2 separate regions of the Mus musculus genome follow, and region 1 is linked to region 2. The links are chromatin contacts, called in public Hi-C maps. All regions are on one chromosome and are shown on one strand. Each heading gives the region's core, a stretch centred on a gene start, on an enhancer-like site or on the middle of the called end of the contact. The rest is flanking DNA. Distances are from core to core; before and after follow the strand shown. Region 1 overlaps Gm30983 (a long non-coding RNA gene). Region 2 overlaps Ehd3 (EH-domain containing 3).

What was found. A called contact is a pair of places that touch in the nucleus more often than the background predicts.
Region 1: a Hi-C map of myocytes shows a contact between it and region 2, with 2.1 times the contacts expected there. The contact joins two enhancer-like sites. A contact is called at or near these places in 1 of 39 promoter capture datasets (hippocampal neurons), 2 of 484 Hi-C or Micro-C datasets (myocytes and uterus), 1 of 115 datasets of contacts at active chromatin or transcription factors (memory CD8 T cells) and 1 of 9 other capture datasets (adipose tissue).

The regions. Positions count from the first base shown.
Region 1 is chr17:73,968,729-73,975,847 of GRCm38.p6, reverse strand. It overlaps Gm30983 (a long non-coding RNA gene), which reads left to right. Exons shown (of 6, transcript XR_385755.2): 5 at 2,273-2,362. Among named protein-coding and RNA genes, the nearest start is that of Gm30983, 12 kb to the left of the region's middle. Within about 2 kb of position 4,322, at least 99 of the 459 cell types and tissues checked have an H3K27ac peak or open chromatin away from gene starts, as enhancers often do. A contact at or near this core is called in adipose tissue and myocytes, where this site is marked.
Region 2 is chr17:73,808,997-73,815,862 of GRCm38.p6, reverse strand. The region is part of intron 1 of Ehd3 (EH-domain containing 3); the gene reads right to left. Among named protein-coding and RNA genes, the nearest start is that of Ehd3, 7.6 kb to the right of the region's middle. Within about 2 kb of position 4,237, at least 52 of the 459 cell types and tissues checked have an H3K27ac peak or open chromatin away from gene starts, as enhancers often do. A contact at or near this core is called in adipose tissue and myocytes, where this site is marked.

The DNA of each region.
Region 1 (7,119 bases), core at 3,073-5,572, 160 kb before region 2:
ATACTAGAATTAGTATATAGAATATAAATGCTTCTTTATAGAGGTAATAAAGTACTGATAAATGAAAATTTAAAGGCAACACCAACTATAACTTCAAAAACATAAAAAACTTAGATGTCAAGTCTTCCTAAACTGTTCTAGAGACATGCGCTCTCAAACAAAATCTCACTGGACACTTGTGTTGACATTTGTAAGCTGATTTTAAACACAAAAATATATTACAAAGGCCCCAGAATAGCTAAAACAATTTTGGAAAGGTTATTAGAGGACATTTGCTTCCTAGCCGCAGGCCTTACAAAACAAGAGTGATTAAGACACTGGGTCATAGACACAAACTGTCACATAGACAATAGAATCAGGAGTGTTCAACCTATAGCCCATTGGCTGCATGCACCCCAAGACAGCTATGAATGTGGCCCAACACACCATTACAAACTGATTTAAAACACTATAAGGTTTTAATTTTGTTGTTGTTGCTGGGCTACTCACTTACAGGGCTCCCACACATGAACTTTTTAGATGACTGTTCTAGTTAGGGGTACCCTTGCTATGCTGAAACACCACGACTAAAGCAAGTTGGGGAGGGGAGGGTTCATTTGGCTTACTCTTCTACATCACTTTACTGAAGGAAGTCAGGACAGGAAGTTCAAGCAGGACTGGAACCTGGAGACAGGAACCGATGCAGAGGCCATGGATGGGTGCTGCTTTCTGGCTTTGTCTTGGTGACTTGCTCAGCCTGCTTTCTTATAGAAACTAGACCTGCCCAGTGATGGCACCACCCACAATGGGGTGAACCTACCTACCTCAATCACTAATTAAGAAAGTGTTCTGCAAGCTTGACCACATCCCTGTCCTCTTCCCTGTATAGTGGAGGCACTTTCTCAGTTGAGGTTCCCTCCTCTCAGATGACTAACTTCTGTCAAGTTGACATAAAACTAGCTAGAACAATGAAATTGTCATGTCACAATATCAACAAGTTAGACACACTTGGGAGAATCAAGGAACAGCTCCTCAGATAGACAGTCAATTGACCCATAAACTAAGTTGCCAAAAGAAGCCAATGTGATCCAAGTTGTGAATTCGAGTTCAGTGGAACAACTGGATTACTGTAGGAGAAAAAAAAAAAAGAGAGAGAATCTTACTCCTGCTTCACACCATTCACAGCTAGATTACTGTATGGGAAAATGAGGATTCTACTCCCGTTTCACACCAGTCACAAAAATCAATAGCCAAGATCTCATTGGTTCAGTACAGAAAAAAAAAAAACAAAAAAAACCCAAAACAAAACAAAACAACAACAACAAAAAAAAAACCCAACTCAATTTGGAATGGACACTGATCAAGAAATGAAACGGATAGAGAAGCACATGGAAATCACTCAAAAGTATCAGTAACTTGGAGGTCAAAAAAAAAAAAGCAGGAAACACCACAAGACATAGTATTTAAGTTATTAAAATCAACATGACTGAAAATGTTAAATGTTGAGTTGGTTTTGGGGGTAGCTAAGATTTTTACAGCATCTATAGTTGGAGTATAACATGTGACACTCATCTTGAAGGACAACATATATATTTCTTATGAAATGAAGCCTACATCTAATGTATGATATGATATTCTATAGAGAAAGATAATAGAAAAGACAAATAAATTGTGGTGTTTTCCCAGTGAGATACCACTTAACAATTAAAAACTAAAAGAAGGAATGACTAGAGCCAGAAGAGCATGGATGAATTTCATTGCCCCAAAGGGAAAGATTCGAGATCCAAAAAAAAAGATATTCTGTACAATTACAGTGGCAGAAATCCTTACACAACATAAGTGTCACCTGTAGCAATTGGAACAGGATCCCTACTACTGGGGAGACAGAGTGACAACTGAGAGTCATTATTAAAGAACTTTCAAGTTATGATGTAAATTGTGGTGGTAAAATGAGTGTATACATTTGCCCCAAATTACACACAGGGCACTTGATTTATGCATCTAGTAGTATATGAATTAAAGCACAAAGAACTTTGTTGTGGACTGCACCCTGGCCATTGCCTCAAATCCTAGACAGGAATTCACTGATTCTGCTCTCAGATGCCATTCTTGGCTCTGTGAAGCAGTCCTTACTAATGACCATGTGACTTCTTTATTTTTTTGTATTAGCCAACACTGTTTGACTTCACTTCTCTTTTACTGAGGTTACAGCTTATGAGCCGTTATTTTTTATTTAATGTATTTTAATTAAAATAGAATTAATTATTTCCCCTCTTTCTTTTTCTCTCCCCAGCCCATCCTGTGATTTCCCTCCCTTGCAAACCTTCTTTCCTTCTTACATTCCTCTGTTGCAACACAGGCCCACGTAAAGGGAGGCATTCAGGTGAGTGCTTCAGTCTCCCAGCTGAGTAGATATATATGGCATTTCTTTTCTATGGTAACTGTTCTAGCTGTAGGCTCATGACTTTCAACACTAAGCAGGAGGTGGGCACTGCCAGTTGCCACCTTGCTGAGGTCAGCTCCTTAGCCCTCCTCAAGGAATAGCCACGCATCTCCACTTTCCTGACTTCATTCATCCCAACCCATAATCCTCTCAGATACTTTAACTGTCTTGTATTCATTGTAAACAAAATACATCGTCCCCTCCCAAACCCAGCAAGGAATTTAAAAGTCGGTCTTTCCCCACTACCAAATCTAATCACCTGGTAGTGTCACCACACAGCTCTTTTCCTTCTCTCCCATTCTGGGAAGGGCTGTTCCTTCTTCCTGTCCATGAAGCCGAGCTCCCTAGGGATGCTCCATCTCATTTTTGCCTCACAGCTGTTTTGTCTGCCCCGGTTGGTCGCCATCTCTGCTTTCACTAAGGGACCACGGAACCAATGTTCAGGCAGTTGCTGACTGACGACCCTTGCTTCCACTTCTCTGCCTCCCTCGGGCATTCTTCAGGGTGCTACCCAAGAAGTTAGAGGGCTGATGATTATAGTTGAATCAAACCTATGGTCACGTGATGGGCAAACGTCTTTAAAGTTGTGGGTGGTCACGTGACAGGCTGAAATGTGCATCTAGACAAGTGTGTGAAATGTGTCTCATCTAGACAAGTGTAGCTTGACCAAGTATCTCCAGGTATGGGAAGTCAGCACTGTGTGCAGATGCAGCCGGCCAGTTAAGACCCAGGAACACAGGGCTAAGCGGATTAGATATTTCTGAGTCGATGGAAGGACTGTGGTTACCCGTCTCATCCTCTAAGGGTCCTGAAGCCCTGCTATTAGAGGTCACTTAGTTCGATCTCTGCTCGGTCCCAACAACTGAAACAAACAGGCACCATGAACTCACTTGAGCAATGTGGCCCCAGATAGACCTGGTGGGAGGAGCCCACACTCCTCCCTTCCTGGGTGGTCCTTGGTGTCTCAGTGTGGATGCAGGGCACTTTCTTCTGAGACGTGCCTAGTGAACATCATCGGTTCGTCATTAGATGCACGTGACCAGGAAGTTCTTGGAAGAGTGACTTAAAACAATATAACAGCCGCAAAGCTGTTTCTGCTCAGAAAAAACATCTCTTGTTCTGGCAATTGACAAACATCGTCTTACAACCCCAGCTCAGGAAAACATTGCTATTTTCATTCTACAGAAAGGGATGAGTTTAAAGAACATAAGGATCTTTCTTACCCAAAGGTATAACATTCATAAGTGGCCACGTGAATTTGCTTTCTATGCTTGCTGCACCCCTCTTGTGTCCTCTTAATCTGCATGGCATGTAGTTAGTTATAAGACTACTCATGCCTCTCAGATTATATTATTGTCTTCTCTGACTCTTATTCGAGGACCCTTTTCTTGATAGCTCTTCCTATTGGCCTGCTAATAAGAGGATATTTCCCCCCTCCAAGTCTCTTGAAAATAGTTTCTTTGTGGCAAGAATTGCTTCTTACAAGGATGATGGGGGCAAGTTGTGGGAATCATGGTAGCAAGTGTTTCCCCCGCCTTTTGACTTCCAATCTACCATGAGAGACTGTAGCAGGATACAAATGCCTGCAAGGGACGTGCATCATTCAAGGCACTAGCCCTGCCCATAAGACCAAGCTAGGGAGTCTCCTCAGATACCCACAGCCATCACCTAACATCTGCCTAAATACTAGGGTGCTCCAGCAGAGGTTAAACCAGCTGCAAGACTCTTCTCCCCAGAGCTCTTTCTAGAACTAATTGTCTCTTTCTCAAGACAGCAAGAACATCATAATTAGGGAGCATGCTAAGGCACCCACTGGCCCTCACAGATCAGACAGTGCCACTTCTTGCTCCAGCCTGCCGTCACAGAGTCTGTTCTTAAGCTAGCCCGTCAACTTTGTGGGTGACTAATTCTCAGCTGGTGCCTGTACTGGGCCTTTCAGGACTCATGACAGCTGTCTATGAGGAGCTCCTGGTAGGAACACGAATAGCCTATCTGAGTTCTGTTTTTCCAGAATAGTGTCTACCCATCCTGTATACAATCCTCTCTTCATTCCCCTCCCACCCCCGTTCATTCCCCTTCTCATCCATGGATGGTAGCCAAAAGGAGGCAGAGCTGCAGGTCCTTAGTGAAGTAGAGGGAGGGTGCTGGGCATGTGAAACTGATGCTTTAAATTATAATATGCTAATTAGCTACTTGGTGGCGGTGATATCTGATTCCCTCGTCTTGTTCTTAGGCTCTGGGGAGCTGGACTTGAGGAGGGATGTACCAACTCATTCTACAAGTGTGAAAGTCACTGACAGATTTCATACCTTCTGTCCACAGGAGGGAACTTTTGTGTTCCTAGAGGGACAAGGGGAAGCAGAAGGGTTTTGGAAAGGGGAAGGGGTCACTCTCCTGCAGATACAGTAGCTCCTCCAGGCTGGGAAGTGGGAAGCGTTGTACTACTCTCTGAGGCTTTTGATGGAGATGGGTGGACCAGCCCTTGGTTTTAACCATTCTCAAAATGACCATTTTTTTTTCTCCCCACAAATGACTCACAAATTCTGGGGCAGACAATCTGGAATCATGCAACAAGAGACCAGTAGGCCACAGCAGTGGGCAAGGTCCCATCTGCTGCCTTCCTCATCCTCTAGCTGGACCAATTTCTCACATGTCCAGTTTTTATCCCTGTGCACATAATTTCTAGCCCACCCCATTTCCATTAGTGACTTCTGTTCCCAACCCCCTTTAGGAGTGTTCCACCAATCATCATTTGGATGGAGTCATGAACCCTGACTAACACCCACAGGGCCCAACCCTTTCTGGAAAGCGGTTTCTCTTAAACCAGCACTTCTGGTGAGTGAGTCTATTTTTAGTGGAACTCACTTCCTTGTCCCCAGATTCCTGTTGAGGGCAGTGGCTGCTTTGTTTTTGCAGCTCTGAGGGTTTCCTCCTCGATTCTTCCCCCTGGCTCAAATCCAGTGCTGGCTGCATCTCTGTACTGAGTTGTTGCCAGTGCCTCTGTGAGCCACTCAGTTATAAACACAAAGTATAATAATATAATTGCTTGAAAATATCACAGTGAAACCCATTTCTTTAAGAGAGAGAAAGAGAGAGAAGGAGAGAGAGAGAAAGAGAGAGAGAGAGAGAGAGAAGATGGTGACGAGGTGGAAGAGGAGGAGGAGGAGGGAGAGGAGGAGGCATTGTGGAGACATTTTAAAAGAGAAACTAGTGTTTTCAAAAATATAGGATTCTATCAAGCTCAGGCCTGAAGTGTGGGAAATAATAGTTCTTACTTTTCCTTTTAATTGTTACACAGACAATTAAAAATCATCATCATAACTCCACCCCTTGCCAACTTGATACAAAAACACATTACTCGAAGCCATAACCTTTAATTCCTTGTTCGTAAGCTATCTCATCGTAAAAAATGGAGTCCTACCGTGAGTGTTCCCATAGTCTTTAACAAGTATAACACTTTAAAAGTCCAAATCCTTTTATTTGAAATCCTATCACATCAAAATAATTTAAATACTTTCAACATATGATGGCACAGAATCAAGACTCTCATTCCAGAAGGGAAGAACAGGGTATAGCAAATGAACACTCATACCAAAGCAACTCCAAAATTTTGTAGGGAGAACAACAAATTTTGTGGCTTTGGTGATCAGTATCTGGGGCTAACAATAAAATCTCTCAGAACCCTAAGGGCCTGGGCAGCTTCACCCTTCCAGCTCTGCTCCCTATATCCGATGGATATTTTCTTTTAGGATTAAGTCAGCTCCACTCCGTACCTATAGTTCTCCTTGGTGGCCATTCCCCAGTCCTGGCATCTACAGTATTCTGGGGTCTTATTACAGCTTAGGCTTTGCAGTCACAGTTTCATGTGAGAGCCTTTGAGGCTCTTTTTTGGGGGGGGGGGATTCCAATCTTGTCAAAGTTTCCTGGCCTCAACTGTTCTTCAAGCAACACCTGACTTCTGTATTCTATGATTTACAAACCAGTACCAAGCGGCTAACTCTTACATTGCTTAATTCTGTTTTTACCTTGAGGTGTACCGCAGCCTCCTTGGATCTCGGAGACATCACTTTCTGTGTGGTGATCCTGAGGAAACACTTTCCTGTCCCCCCAGTGTAACATGAGAGGCTCCCCTACAATGGGACTGGATTTCTTAAAAAAAAAATAATAATTCTGCCTGTCTCTTTAGCATAAGTCCATACTGAGTCTTTCCCTACCAAAAACTGTTCTGCCCTCTTCAAGTTTAGATTTACTTAGATTTTTTTTCAGGACACAGACAGAATGGAAGCTAGATTCTTGGCTAACATTTTATAAAAATGGCTCCCATGTCAGTTCCTGATGAAGACCTCATCACCATCCTATACCTCACACATGCTGGGCCCCCACTGTCTGCATTTCTCTCTGCCTTTTCATCTTCCAAGCTCCCATTAGAAAGCAGCCGTTAAGCTATTTTCAAGGCTAAAATTCCAAGGCTTTCTACATTCCTCCTCACAACACAACATGGTTAGGTCTACTTCAGCAATAACTTCATTTTGTTACTTATTTCTGCCCTAGTTGCAGTGATGAAATCCTCTTACAGGTAGCAGTTTAGGAAAGATAAGGTTTATTTTTGCTTACAATTCCAGATTATAGTCCGTCACCATAGAAACGTCAAGGTGGGAACTGGAAGCAGGTAGTCACATCGTACACATAGTCAAAAG
Region 2 (6,866 bases), core at 2,988-5,487:
ATATACGTGTGTGTATGTGTGTGTGTGTGTATATATGTATATGTATGTATGTATATATATACACACACACACATACACACACGTATATATGATATAATGAAACAGCAGCATGAAAGAAACTATGAAAAATGAATCCCAACTGACCTTAGAGTTTGTTTCCTGTGTTGTCCTTATTCTTTGCATTCTGGAGCCTTCTAGAAATATTCCATGTATGCATGTGCTATAGACTTTGTGCTTAGGCACACTTACATACAGATGACTGGAGGTTTATCTATTGTGTGTGTTCTACTTTTATTTAGTGTGTGTGTGTGTGTATGCACATGTACATGTTGTCATGTGTCACTGCCTATGTGAAAATCAGAGGATATTTTAATGAGTTGGCTCTCTCCTTCCACTATGAGTCCTGGGGATTGAACTCAAGCCATCAGGCTAGATAGCCAGAGTCCTTACCCACTGAGCCTCCTCACTGGCCCTAACTAAAGTTTGTAAGCAGTTTCCACCTTCCTCCACCTACCCAACTGATGCAAGCTTCTAGCATGAGACTATATTCAAGACATCTTGTGTTGTACTTGCACAAGGCACGCTCTCTCCCTTGCGTCCTCAGGCATCATCAGGCAGTTCTATCACCAATATTTCAGTTCACGGGGAGGTTGTTGGGTTAAGATTTTAACCATGCTTTTTTAAAAGTGTTTTTTTTTCTAAACTCTGTGCCTTTAGTGGAGTGAATCAAAATTTACCTTTTATCTACGAATGCTTTTCTATTGCACCTGACACCTGCATGTGCGCATGCACACACACACATCCTGCCCCCAGCTTGAGGCTTAGTAACCACAGAAGATGCTGTACAGCCAGTGGGTAGGAATTTACATACTCTGCAGGGGTTATGCAGATAATAGCCATGCAGGGGTTTCGTTTTATGCTCAACACATCTGAGAAACAGCAATCCAGACTTACTTTACCCTTGTTGATAACTATGTAGAATTCCATTGTATCAATTATTACATTTTTTTAGTGAAATTCCTATTGGTATCTGGTAGCAGTTTCTATGGTCTAGAAGGGAGGGAAATGGTGGCACAGGAATTGACACATTATCTCAGTGAAAGAAGGGAAGGAGGGGAAGAGTGGTTGCCTATTTTTATGGGGTGGTTTTTAACACGCTCACTTTCTACTTCCGGTACCTGATTCTGCTCATGCCGGGCCCCAGGCAGGCCTCTTCCCTGCTCTGAACCTCATGGTCTGTCCCACTAGGAGACTGGCCAATGGGATCTTCAGAATTTCTTCTGTTCCCTGGCTACTGTGCCAGGAGTGGACTTCTGAATGGTACCACCTGCAACCATTTATTTTCATCCCTGATGATGGCACTCCTGAGGGAGCAGGAGGATGGTTGCTTCCGAAACTCTGACAGTGTCATGGCATGACTATACTTCTCTGCTCTTCTCGGCTGGGCAGAGAGAACTCAAGGCCACCTGCCTCCCCAACTCTGTTGCCCCTTGTAGAGGCAAAGAGAAAGGGAGCATGCGTAGCCAGGGAGTAGTCACTAAGGATGATGGAGAACAGAGCCCTTTAGGATTCTTGGACAAGTTTGAACACAGTGTGTTTCAGGGGGTGGGGGGTGGCTAGACTGAAAAACAGTGCATGGAGCTACCCTTGGATAGGACTGGGCAGACAGAGGACAGTCCCGGAGCATCTGTGCTGGGCACTAAAGGATGCTGCCTGAGAAACGCAAACCTACAGAGGGAGGGCTCAGGAACAATGAGAACCACAGAGGCCCAGCTTCCTGGTCCTTAGTACTTGAGGAGTATCAGCAGATGGATTCGGGCCTCTACTCTGATGTTTCTAACCTTCTTGGTCAAGACCTTAGTAGTGCTACTCTTTATAAGGTTCCCAGATGATTCAAACACACAGCCAGGGCATTATAGTGGTCTCTGTATCAACCCTGTCATTTTCTTAATAATAACTGCTAACATATAACAGCAATTCTGAGTGTCACATTTTATTCAGAACGTCTGGTTATACTGTCTTCTGTTCCCCACAGTGGCACTTGAGGTAGGCTCCGAGGAAGCTGAGAAGGGTTATGTGACTTTCTCAAGTACTAGGGCTGGAACCCATGCCCCCACCCCCAGCAGGGAGACATTGCTGCTGCTCTTCTCCCATCTTTGATTCCTCTAAGAAATCACCTCCCAGAAAGCTCACCAAGGCCCAGGCAAAGTCCAGTCTCCCTGGCTCAAGTTTGAGCTCCTTGCCATCCGTTGCCTCTCTAGGGTGGGCAGGATCCAAGGAGACCTACTGGGTTTCCTCTGGGTCCCCAGCAGGCTAGCTGTGCCTTCAGGAAACTATCCCATGTTGCCTGGGTGGGGTTGCTATGGACCTGGTCCCCAAGGAGCCCGTGGAGCAGCTGCAGTAGCCTCAACCCCAGAGGAAGCTGTTGATCTGCTCAGAGACTAATGACAGCAGCAGTGTGGGGGAGCCTTTGAAGTCGTGGGTTGCCTTGGGGATCCCCTCTAACCTCTACTATTCCAGTCTAGCAACTGGGAGTATCAAGGAGGGATTTCTTCCAGTCAGAACATCCTTTTGAGAGCCTGTGGTGGAGCTGCGATCAGAGAAAAACAAAGCCACACATAGGACTGTGCTTTCCGCTCTCTTGGTGAACCTTTCCCTTGAGAACTTCCTGAGTGAGACAGGACCCCGGGCTTTCTATGACGAGTATGCCCTTTAGAGGGTACCTATTGTAAACACCGTGGCTTCAGTACCTCCCTCCACCACACAGGGCATCCTAGTTCAGGCTTACTTCTTGCCTGTAATATGCCAGACATTGTTCTAACTGTTCTATGGTCATCTCGTCTAATATTCATATCCAGTGGGCTGTTAGCATGATGATCCCCTCTGTCAAATGCCACCTAGGACAGTGGTTCTCAGCCTTCCTAAGGCTGTGACCCTTTAATTCATGTTGTGTATGACACCGTTCATGTTGGAGTGTCCTCCCAACCATAAAATTAGTTTTGTTGCTACTTCATAACTGTAATGTTGCTGCTGTTATGAACTGCAATGCAAATATCTGTGTTTTCCGATGGTCTTAGGTGACCAAGGGTTGCTCAACTCCCAAAGGGGTCATGACCCACAGGTTGAGAACTGCTGGCCTTGGGAGTAAATCTACCTTGTAGACTGTTGTGGAAGTTAGATGAGTTACATGTGTTACTTATTCAACTGGTACCCTTTACAGAGCATCTTTTCTTATTTTAAAGGGGAAGAGACCAAAGTTAATTTGCCCCATGTGCACATCAGTTACAGATAGCCTAGGATTTGAGCCTGGCATTTGGATTTAACACCAATGCCTCTCATGACCATAGCCACTGTCTCCTCTCACGACCTAAGCCTTCTCCTGGAAATGCATCCACCTCTGGGGACAGGCCAACAATGATGCCCTGCATCCCCACATGGAACTAGAAGCAAAACGTGATATAAGCTCCAAAAGTATATCGTTTGGCAAGAAGCTGGTTAGAGCCAGGGCCTGGGACCCACAAACTTGGGAATACATGTCTCCAGAAACTCAGCCCCTGGCTGTTCACTCAGCCTCAGTGACTGCAGGTATATATGTATATGCATATGTATATGTGTATGATCTATATGCATATGCTCTTGCTATCAGATGGCAGGAGCAGGTCTTGACCCTGTGGTTTTCAAAAGGACACCGAGAAACAGTAAGGCCGGATTCCCTGTGAGAATCTTTGTGCTGATTTGGGTCAGTCGATGTCGGCTGCTCCATGTCCTAATGCAGACCCATCGAGGAGGTGTAGCAGAGTGTGGATGGGACAGCTGAACTAGAGGGATGGAAAGAACCATTCTGAGGCAGCCTCAAAAATGCCCAGAATGAATGAGGCCACAGCGGCAATGAGCTAATGTTCTTTAGAAGGCGTCTCAGATTCCAGCTCTGGAAGACATGCTGTACTCAGCAGATGAACAAAGGGTGACACTGCCCAGCCTAACAGGTCAGCTCCCTGGGGAGTTGTGGAGCCACTGCCTGAGGTGGCCGGCCAAAGGGTTCTGGGTTGGTCTGCTGGCTTCTTACACTCACAGGACCCATAACTTGCTGACCTCGTAATGAGTCTGGGGAAACCCAGAGACTAAGGAGGCTAAGAGCATGCCCAGAGGCTACAGTCAGGCCAAGCAGGGAACTGGACGGGATAAATTCTCAGAGACATTTGGGTATGGCTTGTGGCACCGGGTGCCCCACAAACAAAGCCACCACTGTGTCCAGAAAGGAAAATCTATTGAGAAATCTCATGCACTACTTCTTTACAGGGTGTGGGACAGATCGCCTCTGTTGCTGGGCAAAAACATTCCCACAGCTGTGTAAAAAAAGAAAAGTTAATTCAAGCCTGGGTGGGACCAGCTGAGATGGGGACGCATGAAATAAGAAGGGACAGAACCCTCCTTAGATTGTACTTATGCTTATGCTTTGAACTTCTGCCCACATAATCCACCTTACCAGTGCCATGACATGACAACATTAACTCAGTTTTGCAACAGGGTCAGGTGAAAAATACCATGTTCAAGTTCAGGGTCAAATTTGAGGTCCCAAACAACACTGAAAAGATCTTGGTGTCTCCCCTCCCTTGCCATCCAATGCAAAATAAATAAAGGCTAAACCATAAAATATGTGTGGGGAAATTCAACACAAATCTGACTTTTCCCCATGAGGGTGATTTTTCTTCATATGCTTCTTAAGTAGAAATTATTTCATAACATTTTCCTCATTTTTTATGCCCTGCTTAGTTGGCAATCTAAGCATGTGGTCTGCTTTGCTGATGACCTAAGTATGCAGGGCATGGCATAGAGCCCAAGAGTCTCATCCGGGCTTGTCTTTCAGGCACCCAACTCCCCAGCAAGGAGGCCCAGGCTCTGAGCAGCTACTGGATTCAACCACAGACAGGGAAGAAACTACAAAGGCTGAGGACCTGTGAATATTGCTGCTGGAGGCTCTGGGTTAGGTGTCCCAAATCATCTGAAGAATCTTGTTCTCTTGAGTGACTTAGGGACCCACACAACTCTACCACCAACATGATCCTGAACAAGTTGCTCAAAAGAACACTGGGACCAGCAAGATGGCTCAGTGGGTAAAGGCACCTGCTGCCAAGCCTGGCAGCCTAAGTTTGATCTCTAGCATGGTGGAAAGAGAGAATCGACTCTGGCAAATTGTCCTCTGACCTTCACTTGCCGGACATACACATACATCCAAGCAGGCAAGCATGGACACACTAAATAAATACCTAAGTCACTGAACATGTTAAAGGAATGGCTCTACCTCCCTGGCTGATAAAACAGGGAAATACCTGGTTTCTAACTATGACAGCTAAAAAGTTCAACAGTTCGAGGTAATACACAAGAGTTTTGAGAAAGCAAGGCCTGTAGCAGACTTTTCCCACAATGACAGAAACGATAATTAGAGAAAATGAACCCTTCAGGGTTGCCTGCAGGTACTTGGCACATTCCCACCTTGTCTCTAAACACAGTTCAGATGTGTCCTTCGTGAAGCCTTAACGGATTCATCCCCCACCTCACCCACAAACCACACACATTCTTCCTTCTCCTGTAACAGCAGATCTCACAGCTCTTCCCCTGCAGGTAGTCTAAGCGCATTCAGAAAGCACAGTGGGTCTTTGTGATATGCAACTATATCTTTGAGCATTTCAGCCATGGATCCTTCTACTTTAAAATAAAGCCAGGATAACTCTTGCCCTATTAGCCTGACTTAGTTTTAGGGAGAGAGTAACATACACACAGAGACACAAAGTAGGTGGAAGACTGTATGTAGATGGATGCTAGGTTAAGAAGTCAGCTTCATGCCCCAGGAAATGGTCATGGAACAGTTTAGAGCTGGGATTGGATGGTTTTAGCATTCATTCCCTTGCAGGCTCCACCCTTGCAGCCTGCCCATCTGGGACACTAGTTACTCCAGCATCATGTTCCTCTTCTGCCCTTCTGTAGTATAGACAGGCAGCATGCCCTTCACCAAACTAGAAGGCTGCCCCCTACCTCCTGAGGGTCATCCTCAGCTAGATGGGTGGGTATTGATAACCTCCCACCCCATTGGTACCTGGAACTAAATGGCCTAGAATTGGTTCTGAACTCTCCTGTTCCCACGAAGCAGTTGCTAGGATTCATATGGTATGGATAAGGAAACAAGATCAGAGAGAAATGAGGGTGTAACCTCCCTTATCCTTCTTTGTTAGCCTCTTGGCTAAAGAATAGGGGAGCCAGGTTCTACTGACATAGCCTGGGTTAAGACCTTTGTCCCACAGCCAATGGGAGTGGTATGCAAACCTTTCTCCACTGTTGTCTCTGCTGACTTCCAGATGCCTGGATTCAAGGTGATTCCTCATCTGGACCCGAGGCAGGCAGATACGGTTCCTCTAGTCTGAAGATTTATGCTCCCTTCAGTAACCAATGAGCCTTGGATAAAAGCAACTGCACATTTACCCAGCTCCACTTTGAACACAACAGACTAGGACAATAAAAGAACATCCTTTGACTCCCGATATCAGAGCCCTGAAGTGGTGAAGGTACTGTTGCAGGCAGAGTAAGTCTACAGAGGAGTGGATTTCCCCAGGATGGTGAACTCTCTGCCTTTGGTTTCCATGAAAATCATCTTTCATGAGATAATCATACACTGAGGGCCAAGGTAAGGTGTGTGTCCCCATCCCTATCTGTCCCTGGAAATGATAACAGATGGAGCAAACACAGGAAACACTACATCAATCACCCTTGGTGGAGGCTGCAGAGTCCTTGAAGAAATGTGAAACAGTTGAAACAGCTAAGTTGGCTTCACTCTGGTACACCTAGCATCCCAGTGGCCCAAGGCTTATTAC